Linked DNA regions of Drosophila melanogaster: region 2 is linked to region 1. Evidence: chromatin contacts called from public Hi-C data. All regions are on one chromosome and are shown on one strand. The core of a region is the stretch at or near the end of the contact, and the rest is flanking DNA. Distances in the headings are between cores, read along the strand shown.

Region 1 (6,135 bases), core at 1,567-4,066:
CCTGAATTGGCGCATCTGTAAATTAATAAAACAAAAACATAGAATTTGGAGAAGATTGTTAAGCATGTGGGTAATCACTTGATCGACGGGTGAAAGCAGCTTGCTTTTGGTTCTTCTTTTTCTGTATCGCTGCTGGTAGCTTGGCCTTCTTGAATTTTCCCTGTGGCATCTTTACAAATGACAAATTTTTATCAAGAAAACGAAATATAAATGTTTTGCTGTGCAGCACGTTGTTTTGGTTTTGCCCCACACCGATAAGTCTATCGATTACGTCCTATCAATTTAAGCGGACTGCCAACCTATTGCATCCTCTTTGAGCCACTTGGCGCGCTTTTCAAATCACTCAAATTGGTTTGTTCGGTTTATTTTATTTTCGATTGCTGGCTCACTTATATATAACTTGTAACATATATCAAAAGGGAATACTAAAGCCGCAGACGGCTTCAGCAATCCGCCTTCCGCTTTCTCGAAACTAAACACAAAAATTTTACAAATTTCAATGCAAAACTCAGATTGCTCGCGATAATCGTTTTTAACAAGAAATAATTAACATTTAAAAGCGCTGAATATTGTTTATATGCAAGTTAAGTGGGATTCAGTATCCTTATTTACTTATGTATATATATGTAGATATATATGTATAATTATAAATATGGTATTTGTTTTTATTTTTTGCTTTAGCTTTTCCTCTACATTCTTGTTGTCTTTGCTCACTTGGTGATTAAACAGAGTTCTCAACGATCGAATATTTTGTTTCTTATAAAAATCGTTTTACAAAAATCTATGCGTGTGTGTGTGTGTGGGTTGTGTATGTTTGCGTGTGTTTGTTGAATATGGGCGTAAAAATAAAACAATTAACTGTTCAGTTTGGCAACGATAACGCCAGTTACGATTAAACCTATTATCACAGCGATCACCAGGAGTATCAAGATCTTGCGCCGGTAGCTCTGGCGACTCCTGGCCGCCTTGGCCAGTTCCGAGGTGCCATCCTCAACGTTGGCGGCCGTCTGCTCAATACTGTTCTCGATGAAATCTGGAAAGAAATTGAGATTTGCTTAGAAAGTGTAATCAAAAACAAGTACAAAAACCTTCCATCAAGCAAGCACCTAGAAATTTTCAAAACTATTACTAATAAGGAGTGAAAAATTTTGGATATTTAAACCTGTAATAGCAGTCAGTAAATATTTTATAATATTTGCTTGCTCTTATCAGTTTCTTCTTATTTTTGTAAGACCCGAAATAATTGATTACTGTTCAAATAAACAGGAAGTTAAATTAAACGATATGATAAGCGTATGCACACATTACTTGCCAAATGACACGGGTTTTCATAAAAGATATGGAAAATTAAAACGTCTAAGTCGTTGTTGATAATTCCAATCAATTTCGAAATGTGCATTGTTATTGAAGCAAAGTCAATGATTCATAATTTCTTGCACATGTTTACTTATCAACTCATTTGAGAGATTTGCTATGCAACCTTTAAGCAACTGATAAGCTCTGAATATTTTGTTTTACCAATGGATTTCTCCATTTGGACGCTATTAAATATGTGGAACTGCGTGCATTTGGGTCGTAAAGTGAGAGCCCTAATTACGGCTTGTGGTTTCTCGATTTGCGGTCGTTGAGCCCCACTTGGATGGAGATTACTCACCCATCTGCTGCCCCTGATCGTGCACCAGTCCACTCAGCTGGGTCATGATCTGGTTGACATCGATGATGTCCGACTCTATTTGCTCGACCTGCCGCCGCCGATCGTCGAGCATGTCGTGCTCCTGCTGGAGATGGGCCTGCTCCAAGCGCTGTTGCTGCAGCAGCTCAGCACGGGCGTTGGTCTCCACCACCTGATCGGCAAATTGCTGCGCCTGCTGCAGGGTCTGCCGCATGGCCGATGAGATGCGTCGCTGCAGATTGGAGTACTTCTCCACCACGCCATGGAACTCCCGGGTGAGCTTCTCCAGCTGCAGCTTCTGCTGGCGATCTCCGTGCCGCACAACGGCCTGTAGCCTCTGCAAGTCCTGACTGGTGGTCTGCACCCGGGCATTGCACTTGGTGTTGATGGTGTGCACCTTCTCCCGCAGATTTGGCTGCTCCTTGGATGTGCCAATCAGTTTCAGCTGCTTCTCCAACTGCTTGGTGCTGCTGTGGATGGCAGTGATGTTGTGGCCAATGTCCTCACTAAGAGACATGAATTCCGTCGGACTGAAGCCGGACGAACCGCCGGCTGCCGCAAAGCTCACTTCGGGCGTTGAATCGGCCATCGCACCATAGTCCCGATGGGGGCCACCGCCTCCTCCGTTGCCACCGGGATTGTTCAAGGCCTTGGACATATCTGTAAGTGCATATGTATCGCTGTGAGTTCAAAGCAGGGGTCTTGCTAAATAGGCCGACATTTAATACCACTCGCGAGCAAACAGACAAATCCCTACAAATGATTCACATGCATTGTTGTTCTTGTTGTTCTTGCTGCTGCTGTTGTTGTTGTTGTCGCCAACTTATCAACATATGATGTTCGCCCGTGTGCGTATGTGTCGGTGTGCATCGGTGTGTGCAGCGCATCGTTGTATGGGTGGCCAGCATTTTCGTGTTTTCTTCTTCGCATATGATTTGCTTTTGGGGGCGGGGGCTCTGCTAGGGCTTCCGCCCAGCGGCGGAATGCGCCACCGGGATGGTCGGGTACTTACTTCGAAGCGAGTTCTGATCCGGGGACGCACAATGTTCGCGCACAAAGCCTTTCACCACACGAAATACAATGATAATTCTCTGCAGCAGAAGCAGCAGCCCACTGAGCAGTGTGACCGGAGCTTTCGCAGCGGCCGTTCTATCGATGCTGGGGGCGGGTTATCGATTATTTGGGCGCCAACTCCAGCCCCCACGCACCACAGAGGGGTTAAAACTCACCCCCCCCCCCCCCGTAAAATAAATGAATTCCTTTTTTCAATAATCTATTGCCCTTTTTTTATGATATGAATGAAATAAGTGAGATGAAGACGTAAACAAGAATAACACAATCATCATCATAAATTGAAATTTAAGTCCTCATTAAAATCTGCTTTTGAAATATTTACTTAACAAACGCAACTTTTGAATTCGTGTCATAGATAAAACTAGTCTTTCAAGCTCTGAAATGTCAATTTTGAGGGTAGTTTTACTTTACGTCCAGTTCTAAGGCATTGTGAATTGATTTTAAAGTTCCTATAAAGTCACGTTTGAATAGCTTTAAGTCACGTCACACATGTCCCATGTTTTTTTTTTTACACATTTCAAAGCAAACATCTGATTCTTTAAACTCTTGGCCAACAAATAGATCAACCACTTCCATTGCAAAAGAAAACACATGTGTTACGTTCTCGGCTTGTAATTCCGTAGCTAAACGTACAGAGTGTTATGCTAAAAGGTAAAAGTCCTTAAACTCCTGCGCCTTAGTGGGTCTTGGCGGCCAGACGCTTGTCGCGCTCCTCCGCAATGCTCAGCTTGACACCCTTGCCCTTAGGCAGGGAGATGTAGGGCTTGTTGCCCTTGCCAATGATGAACACGTTGGTCAAACGGGTGGCGAACACATGACCTTGCGAGTCCTTAATGTGCACAATGTCGAAGGAACCGGGATGACGCTCACGGTTGACAACGGTGCCGACACGTCCCAAATTCCTGCCTCCGGTGATCATGCAGAGGTTGCCTGTGGAGACGGAGAAATATACCAGTTAGTTGGAATCATACGACTTGGTTAATAATATTGGGCGACTGTCATTGCACGTAAAAGTTACTGAAGCGACTTTGGAATGCCGCATCAGAGACCGTCGTGACAAAAATTGCTTTTGGCTTATTGTTTTTGAACCACGCAACTTTCGAGGAGCGTTTTGTGGTCTTCGAACCAGCCAATGAACACGATGATCTACGATAGCGGATGCTTACCAGAATCGAACTTAATGTAGTCGGTGATCTTGCCAGAGGCAATGTCCACCTGCACGGAATCGTTGGCGTGGATCAGGGGATCCGGGTAGCGGATGGTGCGACCGTCGTGTGTAACCAGGAAAGGAACTCCCTTGGCTCCCAGCTGGGTCTTCTTGACCTTGCACAACTTGTACTGCAAAAGAAGCAAAGAAAATGTGGGTTAATTTTAAGACGTTTTATTTCTACACAATTGCACTACCACTTTCATTTAATTGCATTGTAATTGCACGTAAAAGTTACTCAGACGACTGTGGAATGCCGAATCAGAGACCGTCGTATCAAAAATTGCTTTGGGCTTCGATTTGAACCAATAGACACATGGCAACAAGCGGAAATCGGTCTTCGACGTAGCCCACAGAATTACAATATAATGCTTTATACTCCTTGGTTTCTTTTGTAATTGCACGTAAAAGTTACTGAATCAACTGGGATTTGTCGAATCAGAGACCGTCGTATCAAAAATTGCTTTGGGCTTCGTTTTGAACCAATCGGCGCACTATTCTACACGCAAAACGGTCTTCGACAAAGCCCTTTCGATATTTAAGTTAATTACTTTCGGTAATTAGCATAAAGATTGATTTTGTATTCCAAAATAGGTGAACTATTTATGTTTTAAAGATGAAGTTAGATGAATCTAATTCAAGTGCTCTTGCATGAAAAGAATTCCTAGTTGAGGATGAAACCTCAGTTAATAATTTTAGATTTTAACTCCATGGTTGGAAAGCGGGAACCTCTGGAAGCACAGACTAGATAACTCACCTTGGCCTCCTCGGCGGAGATGCGGTGGATGACGAAGCGTCCCTTCACGTCGTAGACCAGACGGAAGAACTCACCGGTCTTCTCGAGGGTGATGACATCTAAAAAACGGGCAATGGAGCCCATTAGTATGGAGCACATTTGAAGCACACTCTTGCCGAGCACACAACTCACCCATGTAGCCAGCGGGATAGGTGGGGTCGGTGCGGACCTTTCCATCGACCTTAACCAGGCGCTGCATGACGATCTTGGTGACCTCGGCGCCATTGAGGGCGTACTTCAAGCGGTTTCTCAAGAAGATCAGCAGGGGCAGCGACTCACGGAGCTTGTGTGGACCGGTCGAGGGACGCGGGGCGAAGACGCCTCCCAGCTTGTCCAACATCCATGCCTTGGGGGCGGCTAAACGCTTCAAATGCTTCTTGGGGCCACGAGCCTGCAAAGTGTAAGTGGGTTTTAGCCGTTAGTCAGGTATTCCAAAGGCAAAGACAAACAATCGTGACCATATCTCCACCACCAACAGATACTCACCATGTTTGATTCACTATATTGAACGGGCGATCACTGCAAATAGAACAATCAAACGTTAGTTTTGTGCCAGCATTCGCTCGCCACTGCCAGTGCCGCATCCGTGGCCAGCAAATCCCCAATGCCGGGCCTTCCATTGACAAAACTTAGCACGTGGCTAGCTGCAAAAAATACACATACCGTCCGTCGGGCAATACAACAGGAAAAGGAAAAGGCAGATTTGCGGGCGGTGTGGCCAGCGGGCAGTTGGCGTCGAATAACTAAATACTGGATTGCGGTTACCGCGCAGGGTTACTTTTGCGAGGATGCCTTATTATCGGGGGTATTCCTCAGCCCCTGTATCAATTAGCTTTTGTCAGCTGTGACGCGATTTAATGCTTAAATGAGAATATAAATAAAGTATATTGTTATAAACCGATGATTGCTCTAATAGAGAGAATCGGCTACCCTTAAATATACAATATTTTACTTTCATATGAATTTATATACACGCAATTAGGTCTTATCACTGTTATATAGTCATGTCAAATAAAGTCAAATGTAAAGTTATTTTTACACAGAAGTCTCTCAAATATAGGGTTAGTAATTAAAACTGGTCTGCTAAAAGAACACTTGAACGCCAGTGTGTATATAACAAGCTGCTCGTTTATTTTCAAAGGTGGGACTACACAATAGACCATAATATAGTTTTGGAACCATGAACGTTTGGTTTCCCTTGGATTGTCTCAATCGATTTCGAGTTATGCAGCATTTGAATTAATCGTTCCGAATCAAATATAATTATATTTTGCAAAATTTTTTTAACAATAAGTATTAACCTTATTAGTAATAACAAAGTTATATTTAATACATTATGGACAACCCTCATTAAAATAGCACATTTAATTACGTCGAAAAAAAATA
Region 2 (5,469 bases), core at 250-2,749, 350 kb before region 1:
TGATACATATATATGCATTAAAAAATTGAAGAGCATATATTAAGATCAACATAGGTAAATTAAATATTTATATGTAATCTAATGACTTTATGAACTTATGAAAAATAAACCAATATCATCTGGAGAAGAGTATACATTCGAACCTAAAGATACCGGCACCTTCTTCATTATTTGGCCAAGGATTTTGGCTGGTCTTGAGGTTCTGGCGACTTTTCCCCCCTGGCACATTAGCTTAGTTTATTTGAAAGTGCAACAGTTTGTTGATAAAAAGCAGTTTGTTGAACCCTCGCCAGAGTTCGATTGGAGTGGATTGGAGTGGAGTGGACTGGAGTGGAGTGGCTCCCCTCAGGGAAGGGACACACGACAACGACCTTTTGTCTATGCGATCTGCGGGAATAAAAACATGGCCAGGGGTTGCAACATGTGTATCGGTCCTAACTGCATTTTGGCAAAGAACAGTTACGAGTTACGAGTAGCATGCTACAGGTGGAAATCGTGTGCTTGTCACACTAATTTCTCAAAGTTCGAGCCCAGTTCGCAGTTCTCGATTGGGTCGGTGGTTTCGTTTGTAGTCCGCTCCTTTGGCCGTTGCACTTTCACAGTTGCACTCCTGTCACATTTCGTTGTTTAATTTGATGTCAGTTTTTAGACCTGTACCGGGGTCCATTGCCCGACATGCTGGCGAACGCATAATTAGCCGATAGAGATAGCAGCAGCAGCAGTAGCTGCAGAAAGGAGCCATTGAACTTGGCCAAAACCCAGCGGAGGATCATTAGAGAAGTTTACTGAACGGCAGCAGGTTGAAGTTGAATGAACTAGCCCAGAGTTCGACGGTCAGGAGAAAGGATAATGACAGCACAGGTAGGGACCACTCAGGTCTAATACATCTGCTGTTCCCCACAGGAGACATATGTTCGAGGATCGCCTAGAAGTGATGAGTTCCCATCAGCAACCTGTTGCAGAAATCACTGTTTGAAAATGACAACATAGATTTATACATGATTTTTGGTTTGATTATGTTATAGTATAACAACCAGACATGCGCAAAAATCAAGACATACATTATTTTTCTATGGTTTCTATGCATTAGAAATATGCATAGAAATAAAGTACATATAGAAATACAAAAATAGATGCTTGAAAAAAGTTTTAAAGTTTAGTTTAAAAGTTTTAAAGATTTAGTCTGCTTAAATCAAGCCATATCTTAAGATTATTTAAATAGTAAGCCAAACCATCTATTCCTAGAAACACTTTTAAAAAATTTAATATTTTAAAACGAAGTTTGAAGTCTTAAAATAAATTCTAATAATTTCTAATAAATGTTTATTTAAATGCAAAAACTTTGGCGCCAATTTAATGTCAGGGCGCTGTTAACTTACTCTGTAATGAAGTATATCTTCATCAATAGATGGCGCTTTAACATCTGTCATTCAGTATATTTATCGGGCAACTTGGTATATCTCAGTAATCGAAATACGGTTACACTGGGCCTACGCGATTCAAATTCCGATAACCGATCATTTCAAATAACGCGTCCAAAAATCGACGACGCAATTTTCTCATTTAAACTTCAGCGTCAAAGCAATACTGATTTGTCAAAAATTCCCATCACAAGTCTAAATTAAAGACAAGATGCAAGGACTGTTCAGGGATCCGGCACTGGAGCGCCACTTCACTGGCCACTCGGGCGGCATCACACAGCTGCGCTTTGGTCCCGATGGCGCCCAGATCGCCACCTCGTCCACGGACTCAACGGTGATCCTGTGGAATCTCAACCAGGCGGCCCGCTGCATTCGCTTTGCGTCGCACTCGGCGCCGGTGAACGGTGTGGCCTGGTCGCCAAAGGGCAACCTGGTGGCCTCCGCCGGACACGATCGCACCGTAAAGATCTGGGAGCCCAAGTTGCGTGGCGTTTCCGGGGAGTTTGTGGCCCACAGCAAGGCGGTGCGCAGCGTAGACTTCGACTCCACCGGTCACTTGATGCTCACCGCCTCCGATGACAAGTCGGCGAAGATATGGCGCGTTGCCAGGCGGCAGTTTGTGTCTTCGTTTGCACAGCAAAACAACTGGGTGCGCAGCGCCAAGTTCAGTCCCAATGGCAAACTGGTGGCCACCGCCAGCGATGACAAGTCGGTGAGGATCTACGATGTGGACAGCGGCGAGTGCGTGCGCACCTTCACCGAGGAACGAGCCGCTCCACGGCAACTGGCCTGGCATCCGTGGGGCAATATGTTGGCCGTCGCCCTCGGCTGTAACCGCATCAAAATCTTTGACGTTTCCGGCAGCCAGCTGTTGCAGCTTTACGTGGTGCACTCGGCGCCGGTCAACGATGTGGCCTTTCATCCCAGCGGACACTTCCTGCTCTCCGGAAGTGACGACCGCACCATCCGCATCCTAGACCTGCTGGAGGGAAGACCCATCTACACTTTGACGGGCCACACTGATGCGGTGAATGCGGTGGCATTCAGTCGCGATGGCGACAAATTTGCTACCGGTGGCAGTGATCGCCAGGTGAGTTTCTGTTTCTTAATAAAGGTATGAAGATAATTTTACTCCTTGATTTCTGTTTCGCTTGCAGCTCCTGGTCTGGCAGTCGAACCTACACACCTATGATGCTTCGCAGTTTGAAGCCAAGTCTGCGCTGGCTTCCTCCAGTTGCGAAAGCAGTGGCGTTTCCTCCAAACAGAGCGAAGGCAGTTCGACATCCAAGTCCAATGACCTTAGTATCCGCATTGATCCGCGCCAATCGCTGGCCTATCAGCTCTCGGAAGAAAACTTTCAGGTGCTCGACAGTAAACATTCGACGCAGCCGGAGAAGGTGCTCGGTCACGGCATGGACTTCAAACAGCATAGCTCCAGTCCGCGCTTCTTTTAACCAACACGTTCAGTAGCCTTTGCCGCACATAACCAGCCGAACATTCCGCAGGTACTGGATGTGTCCATCGAATCTGGGTCGGACTTGTGCTCCTGTTCCGCGCGGCTGGACGAGATCAGCAAACTATTGGACTCGATCGATGAGCGTGTGCGACGATTGGAGGGCATATACTCTTTATAGCCTTCTAAGCTCCCTAAAATACAATTAAACGTAGTTAAAATTAATGTACCAATCATAATTAATAGCGATCCTTGATAATTAAATTGTGAAATTATTAAATATATCTGCTCCACTGTATGACGCATTTTATAAAAAGCAATTGAACAATTTTAGATCCATCACTATGAATTTTATTTTGCAATTTAAAATTAAAATGATTGCTGTAAATACCCTTTTTCGTTTAAATATATTTATTTTTATAAAATATTCAAAGGGGTTCCGATGGCTCATACCCCTAAAAAGAAAATGGTAAAGATCTTACTCTCTAAATATGTTTATTTAATAACAATCGTGTTCAAATTAACTTTATTTGGATATTTTGAATTCATTTAAATGCCTAAACAAGATTTTAAATACTGAGAGCACACTCGAATTTATAATATATATAAGAATAAAAGTAATAAACAATTTTTACATAGAAACAAAATTATTTTTCAAAATAATTTATTTAAAATTGAATCTTCATTTAAAAACGGAATGGGTTGAGTCTTCGTTGAACTAAAAGCCAGGTTGCCATACATTTGACACATTAACATTTGGTATTTTCAAACACTAGTCAACGGCATCACTGGCTCATATAAATAAACAAAACCCGCCGGAGAAAGTGGCGATAAACAGCGCCCATAAAACGTCAAGATGCGTGACTGGATGCCAGTGCTCTTCTGCGGACTGTCCGTGCCGATCTCGCTGTTCATGTGGCTGGGCAATGTGGCGCTGTCCAAGTTCTGGAGCAGTGACTTTGAGGGTGAGCTATATGGATTCCAGTGCGAACGTTACCTGGGGTCAACTAATGCCAAAAGGTTATCCGACAGAGTCCCGGGTGATTCCGCCGGTGCGCTGGCTCTTCTCCACACTGGCGCCCTTGGCCCTGATGACTGTGGCTCTGCGCCGGAGGAGCGTCAACCGATCTGGAGCTGCGCTGGGCATTCTGGTGGCCTTCATTCTCTCCATCGCCAGCCATCCGTTCTTCGCCAGCTTGGTGGTGTTCTTCTTCAGCTCATCGCGGGCCACCAAGTTCCGCGCGCACATGAAACGCCGTTTCGAGAGCGATTTTCGCGAGGGCGAAGGCCAACGAAACTGGATACAGGTACTCTGCAACGGAGGCATGGCCGCCCAGCTTGCATTGCTTTATCTGCTGGACTGCGGTAGTGGCGAGCGGGCGGTGGACTTCGCACGAGAATACCGATCCAGCTGGCTGGGTGTGGCCGTTATGAGTGCGTTTGCCTGTTGCAATGGCGACACCTGGTCCAGTGAACTAGGATCCGTGCTGTCGCAACGCGATCCAGTTTCTATCATCACCTGGCGCAGAGTGCCGCGCGGTACCAATGGTGGGGTTTCGTTGCTCGGCGTCGCGGTGAGTCTGCTCGGCGGTCTGCTCGTCGGCTTTGGCTATTTCGTCACCGTTCGTTACACGGTTGAGGCCAAAATGCTTCTGATTAGCCCACCACAATGGCCAATCATCGCCTTCGGTGGCATCGCTGGACTTTTTGGGTCCCTTTTGGACTCTGTCCTAGGTGGTCTGCTGCAGTTCTCGGGCATCAATGAGGAAGGCAAGATTGTGGATACACCTGGAAAGGGAGTGCGCCACGTAAGCGGACTGCGCATCCTGGACAACCATAGTGTCAACCTGATTTCCAGCATCGTCACCGGCGTCACCATTCCTCTCCTGGCCCAGAGATTCTGGCCCGTGCGCTAATGCTGTTTTGGATTAGGATTAGCTGCATTCAATAGCTAAAAATGTCAAAGGCTGCCTCACAAGATTGAATTCCGTGTTAAACATAAACCCATCCTCATAAAGCCTTTTAGACAGGTATATATGTACAATTGTTAACCATTTATAATTTCATAACGCCGGTGAAATACCCTCCATAGATATATTTTTATGAAGCTTACATATCGCCTAGCGAACTAACCAACCTATGAGACTCGATGAAAACAACGATTGGGCACCGAATAGCCAAGGCAGTTAGATTATATTTACTCTAAGGTAGCTAACCATGTTCCTTTACGGATTATGACGTTGTTGTTACTGTGACTGTTCACCTCCATTTTGTGTATTAACTCTACTAAACACGAACCGTACATGTGGATCTATTGTCATTGTCTCGAAATTCTCGTACGTGACGGAATACATTTTCTGATTTGGTTATGTATATTCTTATGGCGTCATCTCAAGTTGTTTTCAACAATTTGGAGATCAATGATTGGTTCCCGCTGGAATAATTTTAGCAGACCTCGCTCCAAATCGAATGTTTTGCTTATTGCACAAGCAATTGCTGTTGTGGTGATTAAAATATTCATGAAATTTCTATAACACAATTCGAAATTTTTGAATTTGAGGTAATAGAATAGAATTAAGTTCTTCAACTGAGGGT

The links. A called contact is a pair of places that touch in the nucleus more often than the background predicts.
Region 2: a Hi-C map of the Kc167 cell line shows a contact between it and region 1, with 3 times the contacts expected there. A contact is called at or near these places in 17 of 107 Hi-C or Micro-C datasets (the D17-c3 cell line, the Kc167 cell line, the ML-DmBG3-c2 cell line and 6 more) and 1 of 7 datasets of targeted methods (the Kc167 cell line).

What each region holds. Positions count from the first base shown.
Region 1 is chr3L:13,041,115-13,047,249 of dm6, reverse strand. Syx13 (Syntaxin 13) reads right to left here and starts at 2,816. Exons shown (of 3, transcript NM_079330.3): 1 at 2,685-2,816; 2 at 1,655-2,332; 3 at 356-1,033. The coding sequence starts at 2,330. The coding sequence ends at 855. RpS4 (Ribosomal protein S4) reads right to left here and starts at 5,494. Exons shown (of 6, transcript NM_001300126.1): 1 at 5,413-5,494; 2 at 5,236-5,268; 3 at 4,882-5,140; 4 at 4,711-4,808; 5 at 3,913-4,084; 6 at 3,016-3,676. The coding sequence starts at 5,238. The coding sequence ends at 3,423. snoRNA:Psi28S-3327c (a small nucleolar RNA gene) reads right to left here and starts at 3,879; the gene lies at 3,740-3,879. It overlaps CG11279, which reads right to left and starts at 273. Exons shown (of 2, transcript NM_001300127.1): 1 at 79-273; 2 at 1-15. The coding sequence starts at 169. It also overlaps snoRNA:Psi28S-3327a and snoRNA:Psi28S-3327b.
Region 2 is chr3L:13,386,036-13,391,504 of dm6, reverse strand. It overlaps Poc1 (Proteome of centrioles 1), which reads left to right and starts at 1,499. Exons shown (of 2, transcript NM_140383.2): 1 at 1,499-2,511; 2 at 2,579-3,206. The coding sequence starts at 1,633. The coding sequence ends at 2,875. CG10171 reads left to right here and starts at 3,598. Exons shown (of 3, transcript NM_168542.3): 1 at 3,598-3,839; 2 at 3,895-4,904; 3 at 4,967-5,469. The coding sequence starts at 3,731. The coding sequence ends at 4,790.